Regions from separate parts of the Sus scrofa genome. Here regions 2 and 3 are each linked to region 1. The links are chromatin contacts, called in public HiChIP or PLAC-seq maps. All regions are on one chromosome and are shown on one strand. The core of a region is the stretch at or near the end of the contact, and the rest is flanking DNA. Distances in the headings are between cores, read along the strand shown. Region 1 holds the start of CAMKK1 (calcium/calmodulin-dependent protein kinase kinase 1). Region 2 holds the start of P2RX5 (P2X purinoceptor 5). Region 3 holds the start of GSG2 (serine/threonine-protein kinase haspin).

Evidence for each region. HiChIP or PLAC-seq counts read pairs in DNA pulled down with a chosen protein or histone mark.
Region 2: an H3K27ac HiChIP or PLAC-seq map of alveolar macrophages shows a contact between it and region 1. The contact joins the promoter of P2RX5 here to the promoter of CAMKK1 in region 1. A contact is called at or near these places in 1 of 47 Hi-C or Micro-C datasets (epiblast stem cells) and 1 of 2 datasets of contacts at active chromatin or transcription factors (alveolar macrophages).
Region 3: a contact with region 1 is called in an H3K27ac HiChIP or PLAC-seq map of alveolar macrophages. The contact joins the promoter of GSG2 here to the promoter of CAMKK1 in region 1. A contact is called at or near these places in 4 of 47 Hi-C or Micro-C datasets (embryonic fibroblasts, heart right ventricle, mesenteric adipose tissue and 1 more) and 1 of 2 datasets of contacts at active chromatin or transcription factors (alveolar macrophages).

Annotation. Positions count from the first base shown.
Region 1 is chr12:49,947,829-49,952,856 of Sscrofa11.1, forward strand. It overlaps CAMKK1 (calcium/calmodulin-dependent protein kinase kinase 1), which reads right to left and starts at 2,840. Exons shown (of 16, transcript XM_021067689.1): 1 at 2,694-2,840.
Region 2 is chr12:49,793,504-49,798,531 of Sscrofa11.1, forward strand. P2RX5 (P2X purinoceptor 5) reads right to left here and starts at 2,784. Exons shown (of 11, transcript XM_021067677.1): 1 at 2,141-2,784. The coding sequence starts at 2,277.
Region 3 is chr12:49,817,700-49,822,727 of Sscrofa11.1, forward strand. GSG2 (serine/threonine-protein kinase haspin) reads left to right here and starts at 2,736. Exons shown (of 2, transcript XM_021067684.1): 1 at 2,736-2,889; 2 at 2,892-5,028. The coding sequence starts at 2,827. It overlaps ITGAE (integrin alpha-E), which reads right to left. Exons shown (of 32, transcript XM_021067683.1): 28 at 2,565-2,621; 29 at 2,176-2,271.

The sequences.
Region 1 (5,028 bases), core at 1,590-4,089:
TCAGTCCCCTCGAGGGAGGCCCAGGCGTCTGGTGCCAAGTCAGGCTTGAGGATGCCTGCTGTGAGGACGCCCCCCTCCCGCCTCCCCAGGGAGGCCCCAGGCACTGAGGTGGGCTCGAGCCTGAGTCAGCGCGGCAACCCTGGGCACATCCTCAGCGCATCTTGGCTGACGGTCGCCAGGCCGCGCCATCGCCCTCCGCCCCTCCTCACCCTCCACACCACACGTTTGCGCCTCCAGCCCCACTCTTTGCAGCCAGCTGCCTCCTTCCCTCCGTGTTGCTGGGCAGCTGGGTCCCCATGAGGCTCCAATTCAACTCAGCATCTCCTCCCGGGCTGCTCTTCCTCCTCCGTCCCCATCCCAGAGACAAGTGCCAACATCCTCCCAGTTCCTGGACCAGAAACCCAAGCCCCCGCATCACCCGTCTTCTCCCTTTAGTCCGTCCCCACTCCCCCAGCCCCACACTGACTCTCCACTCTGCCCGAACCACACTCCTCGCAGTGGCCAAACCGCAGACTCTTCTGCTGCCAGGCCTTTGTACAAGCTGTGCCTTCTGCCAGGAACACACCTCTCTCTCCTTTGCTGCTGGGGGACAGTTCAGACACCTCCTCTGGGAGCTCTTCCTGCTCTCCCCACTGCTGGGTGAGGTCACCAAGTGGAACTCCTTAAAAAGTCCAGATCCAGACCCCCTCTCTCCTTGTCACTGGCTCCACCACACACTCCGCCTGCCTCCCGGTTCACACCCCAACCCCACCCCACCCCATCCTTCCTACCAGCTGCGAGAGGGAATATTTCTAACGTGCAAATGTGGTCACAGTTCTTCCAGACCTGGCCTTCCAAGATCTTGGAATCTGAAGGGCAGAAGAGCAGGAGCCCTAGCCTTAGACCGGGGTGGGGGTGGGGGTGCACTCACAGGCTAGAGAACAGCTGGGGACACAGACTTCTAGGACACAAGCCCAGAGTCACTCATTCATGCAACAAATGCTCATTGAGCACCTGCTCTGTGCTGGGTGCCCAGAGATAAAGCAGGGAACGGCAAAGACAAAGTCCTTGTCCTCACAAGGTTTAATTTCTAGTGGGGCAAGAAGCAACAAACAAGAAAGCCAGGTACATGCTACAGAGAAAAGATACAATCATGTAAGGGGAATCAAGAGTGAGGTGCCGGGGGTGCTATTTACACAGCACAGTCAGTAAGAAATGCCTTTCTAATGCAGGATTGGAGCAGAATCCGAGGGACATGAGGGAGCCAGCAGTGTGGACATCTGGGAAGGGCATTTCAGGCACAGCGACTGCAAAGGCTGTGAGGTGAGAGGCTGCTTGCACTGTCCAGAGTGGGTGTCCACGTGTGAGAAGTAGCTGATGGCAAGCAGAGTCGCACCTGGGTGAGACGGCCCTGTCATTCAGTGTCACCAGCCTCCGGGATGGCTTCCTGGAGGAGGCGACATTTAAGCTCTTTCATGATGGCTGAGTAAGGATTCAGAGGAGGAGAGGATGGAAGTGGACACTGCATGACAGAGAGCCAGTGCCTGGCTGGGACTCAGGGCTTGGCTTTTTCCCGGGGCCGGGGCGGGGGGGGGGGGGGTGCTCTTTAGGACAGAGACCAGGAGGCTTCAAAAGCCAGAGGGTTTTGAGCAGGGGAGGGACTCAACTGGATGAGTTTTTAAAAAACCATCCTTGTGCCTTCTGTGAGGACTGAGGGTAGGGGGTCAAGGAAAGGGCAGGGGTCCATGGGCCTAGGACACGGGCTGACACACAGTGGGTGCTCGGTCCCTATCGCTGAAGGAAGGCGTGAGGGCTGTGGGGGCGGCCAGTGCGGCCACCAGGACACAAGCTGTGCGCGCCTCCCGACTCCCTGGCAGATATAGAGCTCCATATGTGCCCACCGCGGCACGGTCCTGTGACTTGGGACAGAGCCTTCCCTATGCACCCCTCTACCCTCAACACACACACACACACCACTCCCGGAAGAGGCGCACGCCAAGGTCCGCGTGACCCGCCCTCACACACCACTCCATCCTGTAATGCACCCTCCTCACACACACACAGGCACACTCCTGTGTCCACGTGACAGATGCACACCCGCCTCCAAACACCACACATAGGTCCCTGCGCACGTGTGCACCCTCGGAGCCACCAGTTCTGTGCCTGTCAGGCCCGAGAAGTCGCAGCGGCCACCTCCGCCGCCCCCCCTCCACCCCCGCCGGAGGCAGCGAGGACTGCGCAGCTAAAGCGCCGCGCGCCGCATCTGTCCCATTCATCACCCCCGCCCCAGCTCCTGCAGGGAGACTCAGGGGAGGGACGTGTGGGAGGAGCGCTCCGCGCAGTTCTGCACGTGGGTGCACAGGTCTGGCCCACTCCTCATACACAAGGCCTCCCACCGAGAGCTGGGGCGGGGGCAGTGCGCTTGGTATGGACGCGGTCCCGCAGGCAAGAGCTGGGGAAGGGACGCAGACCGCGGGGCACCCTCACCGATACGGTCCCGGGTACAAGCGCAGACAGAAGCAGGCTCCCGGAGGCACCCCATAAACTGGGCCCGGCTGACCCAAGGGGGAGGATCTCCGCATGGACTGGGTCTCGGCTGTCCTCACAGACGCAGCCTCGCAGACCAGCCCTCTCCCCTGCATGCTCCGAGCCGACGTTCAGGCGTTCGTCCCCTCCCGCTCCCCACCCCAGACCCGCTCCCAGCCGACCCCTACCTCAGCGCCCTGCGACAGTCTCCGCGGCCCTGCGGGCGGCCAGGCTCGCTCCCGCGGCGCGCGCCCCGCCCGCTCAGCCAGGGCCGAGATCTCCGAGCTCAGACCGCCGGCGCCGCGGCTCCAGGCACCGCTCGCTCCCCAGCCAGCTGCCGCGTCCGGCGCGCGCTCATTGGCCGGGCCGCGCGGCCCCTCTCCGGCGCCGCCCAATCAGAGCCCAGAACTACCCTCGGGCTCCAGGAGGGGAGGGGCCGCGGCGGGCGGTGGCTCGGGAGGAGTACCTCCCCCTGCGGCGGGACCGGCCTAGTCACGCCCCCGTCGCCCGGCCGCCGGCTGCCTGGGGTCCCCGAAATCCCAGCAGGGCCAAGCCTCGGTCCTTCGGCGGGGCCTGGAGGGTACAGGTGCTTACCTCGCCCCCAAATCCTTTGTCCCCCAACCGTCTCGACCTGGCAGGGGCAAGAGCGCACCAACCCCCGCCTCCACCCCGGGGTGGGGGGCGCGGATGACGCGCATAGAGTATTAGGGGAGGGACAAAGCAAGATCAGTATCAGGATGAGGCCCAGGCCAAGGGCCAGGTCGAAAGGCCTTGAACGGTAGAGTCAGGAGTTTAGGTTTCCGTGGGGGGGTGGCGAGGAGGGGAGACTGGAAGCAGTTTTAACAGAATGCTGGGGTCTTAGTCTGAATCGTGTTTGGGGAAGGGCTCTGTGAGCAGGCGACAGGAAAGTCCTAGCTAGGGCAGGAGGCGTGGAGGGGACAGTAGGATGTCTTGACCTTCATGGGGGCTGTTCCTGGGGACTCTGCCCCTCACCTCTCCCCCTGAAGAGCTCAATCAACAAGGTTCAATTCTGTCACACTTGTGTATCCTCTGGCACCTCAGCCCACCACCTGTCCAGGATAGAGCCCCATATCACTCCTCTCAAGTCCCTATCTCAATCTGGGGCCAGAAACCTGGGAGTCATCAGCCTGTTCCTTTCCTGTTCCAACCAGTAGGTCACCAAGCCCTGCCCAAGCTACTTCTGAAATATCTCTGGAATCCATCCACTTCTCTCTGCTTCTCTGCCCTTCCCTATCTTCTTGTACCTGAATTGCCACAGCAACCTCCTCATTGGCCTCCCATCCCCAACCAGCCTCATCACCCTGCCCCACCCACCCCCACCCACTTGCTTTTCTCCATCTGACAGCAAGAAGAACAGTGTTTCAGAAACACAAGTCCAACTAGTCTCCTCCTGATTAGGAATTTTGCATGGCTCATCAGTACCCAGAAAATAAGGCTAACGAGGCCTCCATCACCTCAGTCCTAACTGCCTGCCCGTCTAACTCCTTTCAGGGTTGGTTAAATGCCCCTTCTGCCAGAAACCCTTCCCTATAACTGTCTTGCAGCCCAGCATAGGTGAGTAGTCCCTCTGAGGGACTTCCTAGAGATGAGAATCTGCTCACCTACCTGCCTGTTCTGCCTCTGGGCTGGGAGCTCCTTGAGAGCAAGGACTGTGCCTGATTCATCTAGCACAGAGCCTGACACACCATGTAGGTGCTTAAAAGATGTTGGTCCAAGAGTTCCCTTGTGGCACAGCACGTTAAGGATCTGGCGGTGTCACTGTAGCAGCTCAGGTTGCGGCTGTGGTGAGCGTTCAATCCCTGGCTTGAGAACTTCCACAGGCCCCGGTGCGGCCGGAAAAAAAAAGATGCTTGTCGAATGAATAATTAATTGCACATGGCAATTAGGAGACAGGATGTGTGGAGCTGAAGTTCAGGAAAGAGGGCTGGGCCGGCAAGACAGTTTTGGAAGTCGTCAGTAAGCAGAGCCATGAGAAAGGCTGAGATAACTCAGAGCAAGTAAATAAGGGCTGAGGACAGAACACACACTTTCAGTGGGAAAATCTTCTGTACCAGGTAGGATCGGTTTTGACCTTGGTCTCGGAAATCCCACATAAGAGCCTTAGGGAAGACAAGGTTGGCCTGGTATGATAAGCAGATAGGGTAGGGGATTCCCAGAGAGAAAGAGTCAGACGTGGCATAGCTTTTTGACATAAGAAAAGCCATTTTTGGCAGGAGCCATTTTGTGATCTAAGCCTGGCTGCTCTGCTTGTCCTCGAATAGACCTCAGTCACGGATGACCTTGAGGGAACAAAAGAACGCAGAAACAAACGCAGAAACAAACGGCTATCAGGCAAGAGAGGTAAAGATAGTGAAGATAATAGATCACTTTAAAGACTCGCGGTGCTGATTCAATGGTAAAGATAGCTTGAAGCGTTTTCTTGAGCAGTTTTGCCGAATTTTTTTTCTTTTTTCTTTTTTTGTCCTTTGAGGGCTGTACCTGCGGCATATGGAAGTTCCCAGG
Region 2 (5,028 bases), core at 1,534-4,033, 150 kb before region 1:
GGGGAACTTCCATATGCTGCGAGGGCAGCCAAAAGAAAAAAATTTTTTCTGTGAGTATAAATTATGTCAAAATACATTTTTTAAATTTTTTTTTTGCTTTTTAGGACTGCACCCAAAGCACATGAAAGTTCCCAGGCCAGGGGTCTAATCAGAGCTACAGCTGCCAGCCTACATCACAACCACAGCCACAAAGGATCTAAGCCTTGTCTACAACCTACACCACAGCTCACAGCAACGCCGGTTCCTTGACCCACTGAGCGGGGCCAGGGATTGAACCTGCATCCTCAGAGATACTAGTCCAGTTGTTTCTGCTGCGCCACAATGGGAACTCCTGAAAATATATATACATATATTTTTTGTCTTTTCTAGGGCCACACCTGGGGCATATGGAGGTTCCCAGGCTAGAGGTCTAATTGGAACTGTAGCCGCCAGCCTACGCCACAGCCACAACAACGCCAGATCCGAGCCGAGTCTGCAACCTACACCACAGTTCATGCTGGATCCTTAACCCACTGAGCAAGGCCAGGGATCGAACCCGCAACCTTGTGGTTTCTATCCTAGTCGGATTCATTAACCACTGAGCCATGAGGCGAACGTCCATGCTCAAAATATTTTTAATGAGGTGGCATATGTAAATTGCTTAGCACAGCAAGTGCCAGGCAGGGAGGAGGAGCTCAATGAATACCACACATCAATTTATTACCAATGTCACTGTTAATGTCAGAGATTGTCCAGTCAACCCCCTTTGGTAAAGTCAGAAAAACTGAGGCCAGGGAGGTCATGCAGCAGTGGTGCGGGAGGCTCTGCGCCTCCCAGGGTGTATCCACCTCGTCTCTGGGAGCAGAGCTGGCGTGTCCTGGGCCCTAGGCTGTCCCATCTCCAAGGGCCCCTCAGAGGGTTGTGACCCTTGAGTCACTAGCAGTTTTAGTAGGGACACACTGGGCCCAGCCTGAACGAAACATTGAGCAAATACTCAAGGAACAACATTCATTCATCCATTGCACACCTATTCCCTACGCAGTTAAGGGAGGCGGGCAGGCCCTGCCCTCAGGGCCTCCTCAGACTGGTGAGGAGTTAGCACAGACATGAAGCAAACGATCCCTGCGTAAGCACACACTTCCACCGCGGGAATGCTGGGGAGGAGCGTGAGAACCAGGCAGGAAGGGGCGTGGGTGCTGATCCAGCGGAGGAGAAAGGGGCGCCTGGCTGAGGAGCAGTATCAACAAAAGGCCCTCAGGTGGGAGGTAGCCAGGTGCCTTGGAGATGACCGGCCGGGGATGCCCGCCCCTTGGTCTCCAGGTGGGAGCCCGCCCTCCCAGGAGGAGCATCTGCTGTTCCCGCCGTCAGGAAGCAGGAGGGACCGAACAGCATTTACTCAAGGCGTAAAAGACAGCTGTACCCCAGTCGTCTGGTGTGTCATTTCCTCTCCCCCGTCCCTTCCCCACATGCGGATGAGGTGGGGCTGGGGGCTCATAACCGTGCATGACTGACCCCAAGGAACGGCCCCTCAGCTGATGGTGCCAGCTCCTGTGGGCCAGAGGGGGGTCAGACAGGAGACCTGGGAGCCAGGGTGGGTACAGGGTTTCTAGAAGGGACCCTCAACTGGACAGAGGCCAGGGCTGGTGAGGCCTGCCGAGGAGAAGGAACTTCAGGGACACACCAGGTTCAGGAGTTGCCCCAGCCCGGACCTTGGCACTGAGCTCCGTGATTATAAATAAACTACCACCCACCCCGCCCCCCGTGCCTGAGTCAGGGCCGCCAGGGCCCAGGGAGGCTCGGGCAACAGCTGCAGCCCAACCCCCTGCATCCTTGCCCCCTTCCTGAAGCCCTAACCGTCTGGGGCCCAGCCCTGGAGGAAGGAGCTGCTTGGGGAAAGCCTCATAACTGGAGGACCCAGGAACCCGTGCCGCATCTCACCACCTCCAGAGCCAGTGGGGGAGTAAAGGGCTCCCTCCTTGCCCCCAACCCTTACACCTAAGGGAACAGGAAGGCCCCCCGCCCGCAGCAGGGTCCCAGCCCCCAGCCACAGGGCGCCCCAGGCGCACACGAGCCAATGCCCACCCCCCAGTCCCCCGGAGGCCACAGCGGCTGCCCCCGCCCCGCGGGCGCTCCCGCCTCCCCGAGAGCCCGGAGAACTCACACCACCAGGTAGGTCAGGATGGAGACCTGCAGCAGCCGGTAGAGCAGGCCCACCTTCTTGTTCTTGGCGATGACGTACTTCTCGGTCTTGTAGTCCAAGAGCGACTGGTAGAGCCCCTTGCAGCCCGCCTGCCCCATGGCACCCGCTCACCTGGCTCGCCGACCGCGCCGCCGCCGCACGTGTGCCGCATGGGAGCCGCCCCGGCCCCGCCGTGGGCACCGCAGCGCCCGGCGGCGCGGCGCAACCGGCAGGGGCCGGCGGTTGGCGAGGCTGCGGCAGCGCCGCCGGGCGCCTCGGGCCGCGACCTTGCCACCTCCTCCCCTGACAGCGGCAATGACACCGCCGGACCGCCTCCCGGCCACTGGCCGGCGAGGGCCCTGCGGAGATCGCTGCGCGGGAGGGGTGAGGGGAGAGGAGGGATTTCTTTGGAAGCAATGAAATCCCGAGCTTCCTCCTATTGAATCGACGGAGAAACTGAGGCCAGGGGAGGAGCGTTTATAGCACGCGGCCCACGCACAGGAAGTGGGGGTAAAGAGCATGTGAGCAAGCACAGGTTTCTTGCGTTTTCTTGCTCGCTGGGGGAAACCTGGCCCTCCCCTCACAGATTGGGGCGTCCATCCCCTTCCGCTGTGTGCTTTTACTGCGGCAGCTGCAGCTGCAGCGAGTTTAAAACCCACACTCCTGGGAGTCAGTTGCCAAGCAGAGCTCAGCTCAGGACCAGAACACGGAGAACTGTGCACACGGCCAGGGCGCATGATGTGGGGGTGGGGAGACAGGCGGTGAGGCCTGGGATCTTAAAATATGTCTGGAGAGAGGGCGGGTGCCAACTGGTGAAATGTTCCCAAAGCAAGGGATGGACCTATCTAAACGAAGCCATCTGCAGCCTTTACAAGTGGAATTAGAGGCGGTGGGAGCGGAGATGAGGGTGAGCAGGTTTGGAACGTGGGACAGCCATAGAGAAGCAGGGTCCTGGGTGCGCTCCCTGTGCTGTGTCCATGCGTGTGCATGGGGACGAGGGGGTGCTGTGCACGCTCGTTTTCTGAATTTCACCCCTTGCCAACCTGCAACATGACCAGAAGCAGGCCCACTCCTCCCTAGCCTGGCCCTCAGGCGCAGCTGAGAAATTCCCTCCCTGAGGCTCGCCGGAGAGGGAGGCGGGGAGAGTTGGAAGGGACCCTAAAGTTCACCAGGTACAATCTTCTCTCAAAGTAAAAGCCCCGGGGCGGGTTAGGGTCTCCAGTTTTATTGATAAGGGTTATCATTTGGAAGAAAAATGCAAATATCTGGGCCCTGCCCCATATTTTCCTTCCCTTAAGACTAGGGTGTGGCTTGAGAATCTATGCTCCTGTCATTACGGAAGCACAGATGAAAAGCATCTTTTCATCAGTTTCAACACAAATGCCACTTCCTCTTGAAAGGAAGAGAGCAGCCTCCACCCCAACCACTATCCCATTACCCCGTATTATTCCCCTCGAGCACCTGTCCCTCGTGGATAGGATCTCACTTACTTATTGCCTATGTCCCCCATTAGGACGCTAAGCTCCAGGAGTTCCCGTCTTGGCGCAGCGGAAACAAATCTGATTAGGAACCAAGAGGTTGCAGGTTCGATCCCTGGCCTCGCTCAGTGGGTTGAGGATCTGGTGTGGCTGTGGCGTAGGCCGGCAGCAACAGCTCCAATTAGACCCCTAGCCTGGGAACCTCCATATGCCGCAGGTGCGGCGCTAAAAAGACAAAAGACAAAAAAAAAAAAAAAAACCATAAGCTCCAGGAGGGCAGGCACCTTGCCTTCGGCCATCTCTGCACCCCATTGTCAGGGCTACACCTGCCATATTTCAGTACATAATTTGAGTGAGTGAGACCAGGCCTGATTTTTTTAAACAGGGATGGGATTTCAGCTTCCGCCCTGTTCCAGTCATGACGGGGGATTTTGGAAGCTGACATCATCCTGGAGGAAAGGCGTAGCAGTTGTCACCAGAGCTCCCTTCCTCACTCTCCTGCCAGCCTCCTACTCAGCCAGGCCCTCGCACAGCTCTCCAACACTCAGAGGCGACGCAGCCAGAGCGCAGTGACATTCCACCCATGAAAAGGCCTGTCCAAGCCCGTGAGAGAATGCCAGGGTCTCACAATCCAGCCTGGAGACGAGCTCAAGGCTGGAACGCATCGTCCTCACAGGGCCCCCACCCCTGCACAAGCTGCACACGTGATGGTGTTATGTTGGGACACCCCCCCCAAAGAAAGCTGCAGGCTTTGCGGCCAGGCTAGGGTGTGCTGCTGAGGGATCCCCCAGAGACCAGGGCTTTCCTTTTGCAGTGGGATAACTGAGGCCCCGGGTCACAAGGCAGAGCCTACCATTAGCTCCAGACGAGGGCACTGCCCTGTTCCTGCTTCCTCACACCTCTACTGAGCCCCTGCTCTGCGCTGCTGGAGAGGCTGAAATGCCTGTCATAACTTGTCATAAGCGCCCTCTGGCTTCGGGGAAGAGGCTCTTCTCTTATTTGCCTCCCGTGTGGGCAGCCCCTCCTCAACCCCTCAGGGCCCAGCCAAGACCTGGTGCAGTTTCGTTTCTTTCTTTCTTTTTTTTTTTTTTTTTTTTTAGGGCGGCACCTGCTGCACATGAAAGTTCCCAGGCTAGGGGTTGAATGGAAGCTGCAGCTGCTGGCCTAGGCCACAGCCACACCAGGGCCAAGCTGCGACTGCGACCTACAGCACAGCCCACAGCAACACCGGATCCTTGGCCCACTGAGCAAGGGCAGGGATCCAACCCGCATCCTCATGGACTGTTCTGGTTCTCAACTCCCTGAGCCACAGCGGGAACTCCTGGTTGCAGTTTCTGACAGAACTATACGGATGCTTTAGAGACCACATGAGGGACATGAGAGGGGACAGGG
Region 3 (5,028 bases), core at 1,486-3,985, 130 kb before region 1:
AAGAAAACGAAACATATTTTAGACACAGGAAAACTATTTTTGGATGGCACTCACCATCCTTCTTTTCAACGTGTTCCTTCTCCAGTATTCCTTCAGCTGATTAACTGCCTCAGGAACCACAAAGCTACCCAAGCAAGAAACCTACGGTTACACCTCAGCGTCTTCTCCCTTACCCTTTACTGCGTACTCCACCATGTGCCCCAAGTCAGTTCCTGACGATTCTCTTTTTTCAGGCTTTCTTGCACCTGTTCCTTTTTCTCCATCCTCATTGCTACTTTTTTGGTTCAGATCTCATCATTCTCACCTGGATCACTGCATGATGTTAAACTAGACTTTAGTCCCCACTTTTTTTTTTTTTTTTTTTTTGCCGTTCCTTGGGCTGCTCCCGCAGCATATGGAGGTTCCCAGGCTAGGGGTCGAATCGGAGCTGTAGCCACCGGCCTACGCCAGAGCCACAGCAACTCGGGATCCGAGCCGCGTCTGCGACCCACACCACAGCTCACGGTAATGCCAGATCCTTAACCCACTGAGCAAGGCCAGGAATCGAACCCACAACCTCATGGTTCCTAGTCAGATTCGTTAAACACTGTGCCACAACGGGAACTCCAGTCCCCACTTTTTTTTTTTTTGTCTTTCTTTTTGGCCACCCCATGGCAAATGGAGTTCCAAGGCCAGGGATCAGATCCAACCCACAGCTGTGACCTATACCACAGCTGAGGCAGGTCCAGATCCTTTAACCCACTGAGTGAGGCCAGGGATCAAACCCATGTCCTGGTGCTGCAGAGACGCCACCAATCCCATTGTGCCAAAGTGGGAACTCCTAGTTCCTACTTTGTTTTGTTTCATTTTCTTTTTTGTTTTGTAAGGGCTGCACCTGTGGCATATGGAAGTTCCCAGGCCAGGGGTCTGAGCTAGGGGTCTGGGCTAGGCTAGGAAGTTCCCAGGCTACATCACAGCCACAATGCCAGATCAGAGCTGTGTCTGCGACCTACACCACAGCTCACTGCAACTCCGGAGCCATAACCCATGGAGCAAGGCCAGGGATCGAAACTGTGTTCTCATGGATACTAGTCAGGTTCATTACTACTGACCCACAAAGGGAACTCCTCCTAATTCCTACTTTTGAATGAGTGATCTGAGAAGGCCTCTCTAAAAAAATAACCTGAGATAAATATAAGAAGAAACCACACACATTAAGATCTGGGAGAAGAGCAGTGCTGTGCAATAGGAACAGCAAGTAAAAAGGTCCTGTGGTCAGAACAATACTGGCAAGCTGGAGTAGAAACAGCAGGGAAGAGGTGAGTACTAGAAGGTGAAGTTGAAGAAGCAAGCAGAGACCAGATCATAGGATGCCTTGCAGGCCACTGAAAAAGCACAAATTTTAGTTTCAGTGTATTCAAATTTTTTTTATTTATTTATTTTTTTAAAGCAGATGACACGGAGTTCCATTTTGGCTCAGTGGTAATGAACCCGACTAGTATCCATGAGGACGAGGGTTCAATCCCTGGCCTTGCTCAGTGTTAAGGATCTGGCTTTGCCATGAGCTGTGGTGTAGGATGAAGACACAGCTCGGATCCTGCATTGCTGTGGCTGTGGCGTAGGCCTGCAGCTATAGCTCTGATTTGACCCCTAGCCTGGGAACTTCCATATGCCCTGGGTGCAGCCCTAAAAAAGCAAAAAATCCCAAAACACAAAACCCAAAAAACAAAACACCAGAAATGACTGGAACAACATTTCCTTTTAAGAGATAGCTGTTATGTGAAGACCGTATGTAGAGGGCGTCGCAAAAGCAGAGGCAAGAAGTGCAGAGAGAAGGTTACGCCAATAAACCCAAGCAAGAGGCAGTGGCCTGAGCTACAACAGCAGCAGTGGAGATGGGGAGAAGGAAGGGATGTAGAATATATTTGGGAGAAGTGGAGGGGATAGAAAGACAGAGTTTGCTGCTGGAACAGATTTGGGGATGAAGAAAGGGAAGAGTTGCATGTAATTCCTAGAAAACCTAGTAAGTAACCTGGGTAAGTTACCCTGTAAGTTACACCGAGTAAGTGGGTAAGGAACAGGTTAGGACAGCAGCAGGTGGTTCAAGAGACCTGTTTGGGACATGTTATATTTGGAAAGGCTATCCTTCCTAAGGAAGAATCCCATGAAACAGCAGGACAGTCAAATCTGAAGTACCTGCTCTGATTGACTTAAGGAGAGCTCTGCGGACACGGTTACATTTTCTTTATCCGAAGTGATGTCACAGCTCACTGAATGCCATTCTTCCACACGCTGGAAGAAGATGGATGTTAGCACAACCCCTCCACGGCTGAAAAAGCCAGGAATTTTAGCACTCGGCACACACAACACCTCAAGGGCCCAGAATAGAGAACGTGAGCAGTTTCTGCGCTCACTTGCCTCTAGCAAAGCCGCAACCCTGGCGAACGTGACCCGGTGAAGAGGCTAAGGAGCGCCCCCCGCCTGTGCTTTCAGGGGAAACCTCGGAAAAGTACTATCAGGGCGTCTCACGTCACCGGCTTCAGACCCTCCTCCCTCTCTGGGCCCCTGGGGACGGCTGCACTCACCTCAACCGGATTGCTGCCACAAGCGGGTTCCTGTTTCTGCGTGCACACAGTGTCGGCCTGAAACGAGAGCAGTGCCCGCAGCCCAATGAAAAAGACAAATCGCCATAGTTGGCCGCCCTATCCCACTTCCGGCGAGACCGTCGTGTTGCGCAGGCGCACGGTCGGGCGCTAGGACCCGGCGGGCCGGCCGGCCCGCGGGCGCGTCTGCGTCTCGAGGAAGTCTCGCGGTGTTTGCATTTGAACTGCCTGGCGGGTGCCGGCCATGGCGGCGTCACTCCCGCGACCCGGGAGTCAGCTCTTCCGAACGTATGGGGCTGCCCGCGGCGGGGGCCGCGGCGGCGGCCGGGCCAGGCAGCCGTGCAGTGGTTCCCGCCGCAAGACCGGAAGCGTTTCTTCAGCAGCAGCAGCAGCGACGCCAGCGGCGGCGGCCCCTCGCAGTCCGTCTCCTCCGACGATCCTGACGACCCCGACTTCCCCAGCAGCCCGGTGGGTCAGCGGCGGAAGCGCGCTGGCGGCCGACTGTCCAGGAACCGCCCGAGTCTGAACGCGACCCCGAGACGCCTGAGGCTGCGAGCGCGGTACCCTCAGAAGTGCAGCACCCCCTGCGACCCGCTCGGACCGCCGCCCTTCCCCAACCGCAACCCGGGCCGCCTGAGCCCGGACCTCAGCGTGTGCAGGCAGCCCAGGGACGGCGGCGAGCTGGGCACCAGTGCGTCCCTGTTTAGCTCTCCGGCCTCTCCCGGCCCCGGGTTCCCTGCGCCAGGAGACAGCATCGGTACCGACCCTCCTGCCTCTCTCCATGCAGCCTCTGAAGCTCCGAGCGGCTTCCACCTCCCAGGAACCTCCCTGGACCGGCCACCTCTCCCCTGCTCCCAGGAGGCGGCGACAGCAGGAAGCAGGCTCACCAGGTTGGCCCACCAAGCCCATGCCAGCCTCAGGTCAGCTCTCTTTAGCCTTTTGGACCCAGGAGATCTTGAGCATTCTGAGCTTGGGGCAGATGGGAAGAGTATGAGGGAATCCTGCTGTGAAAGGGAACTGGTGGGGAATAGGCTGGACAGTCCAGGTTTATCAAGCATGGGTAAGAAGAGGGCCACAGGCCAGGACTCTTGTCAAGAGCTCGGGTCTCAAGGAACTATCCAGGTAGAATACCAGGGGGCCCGCAGGTGCAAGGGCGGTATTATACCTGCGAAAATCAACCGGCCTGAAAGAAGTGGACCAAGCCGGAAAAGGAAGCATCAGGAGACAGCAGAAACCTCCCTCCTTCATCACCACCAGTTTAAAAAAGGCCAAAAGATGGAAGAAGATTCATTTGTCACCCAGGAGCTGACTCATTCACAGAACACCTGCTCTTGGACCAAATCCAGGGCTTCCTTCAGTTTCCACAAGAAGAAGATTGTTGTGACTGCTGTGTCGAACGTGTGTAGCAGCTACACCGTTGCCAGTTCCCTCTCTCAGTCCCTCATGTCAGAACATTCAAACCCTCCTGTCACGAACAGAACAAACAGTGCTCTGTCCCCTTGGCACTCCTCCTCCATGTATTTGCTCACCCCCTTAAAGTCACTACATGTCACAGACAAAAAGGCCTCTGATGCAGAAAAGGTTTATGGGGAATGCAGTCAGGAGGGCCCTGTCCCCTTCAGCTACTGCCTTTCCGAAGAAAAACTGGAATGCTGTGAGAAGATTGGGGAAGGGGTGTTCGGCGAAGTGTTTCAAACAATTGCTGACCACACACCAGTGGCCCTGAAAATCATTGCTATTGAGGGACCCGACTTAGTCAATGGAGTTCATCAGAAAACTTTCGAGGAAATCCTGCCGGAGATCATCATCTCCAAAGAGCTAAGCCTCTTGTCTGCTGAGGGATGTCATCGCACCAACGGCTTTATCGGGCTGAACTCGGTGCGCTGCGTTCAAGGATCTTACCCTCCCTTGCTCCTCCAAGCCTGGGATCGCTACAACTCAACGAAAGGGTCTGCAAACGACCGGCCTGACTTTTTTGAGGAAGACCAGCTCTTCATCGTGCTGGAATTTGAGTTTGGCGGGATCGATCTCGAGCAAATGAGTTCGAAGCTGAACTCCATTGCCACCGCCAAGAGCATCCTGCACCAGATCACCGCCTCCCTCGCCGTGGCAGAGGCCTCGCTGCACTTCGAGCACCGCGACTTGCACTGGGGAAATGTGCTCTTGAAGAAAACCAGCCTCAAAGAGCTCCACTACACCCTCCACGGGAAGACGTACCCCATCGCCTCCCGCGGGCTGCAGGTCAACATCATCGACTACACCCTGTCTCGCCTGGAGCGGGACGGGATCGTGGTTTTCTGTGACATCTCCATGGACGAGGACCTGTTCACTGGAGAAGGTGACTACCAGTTCGAAATCTACAGGCTGATGAGGAAGGAGAACAACAACTGCTGGGGCGACTATCACCCTTACAACAACGTGCTCTGGCTGCACTACCTCACGGATA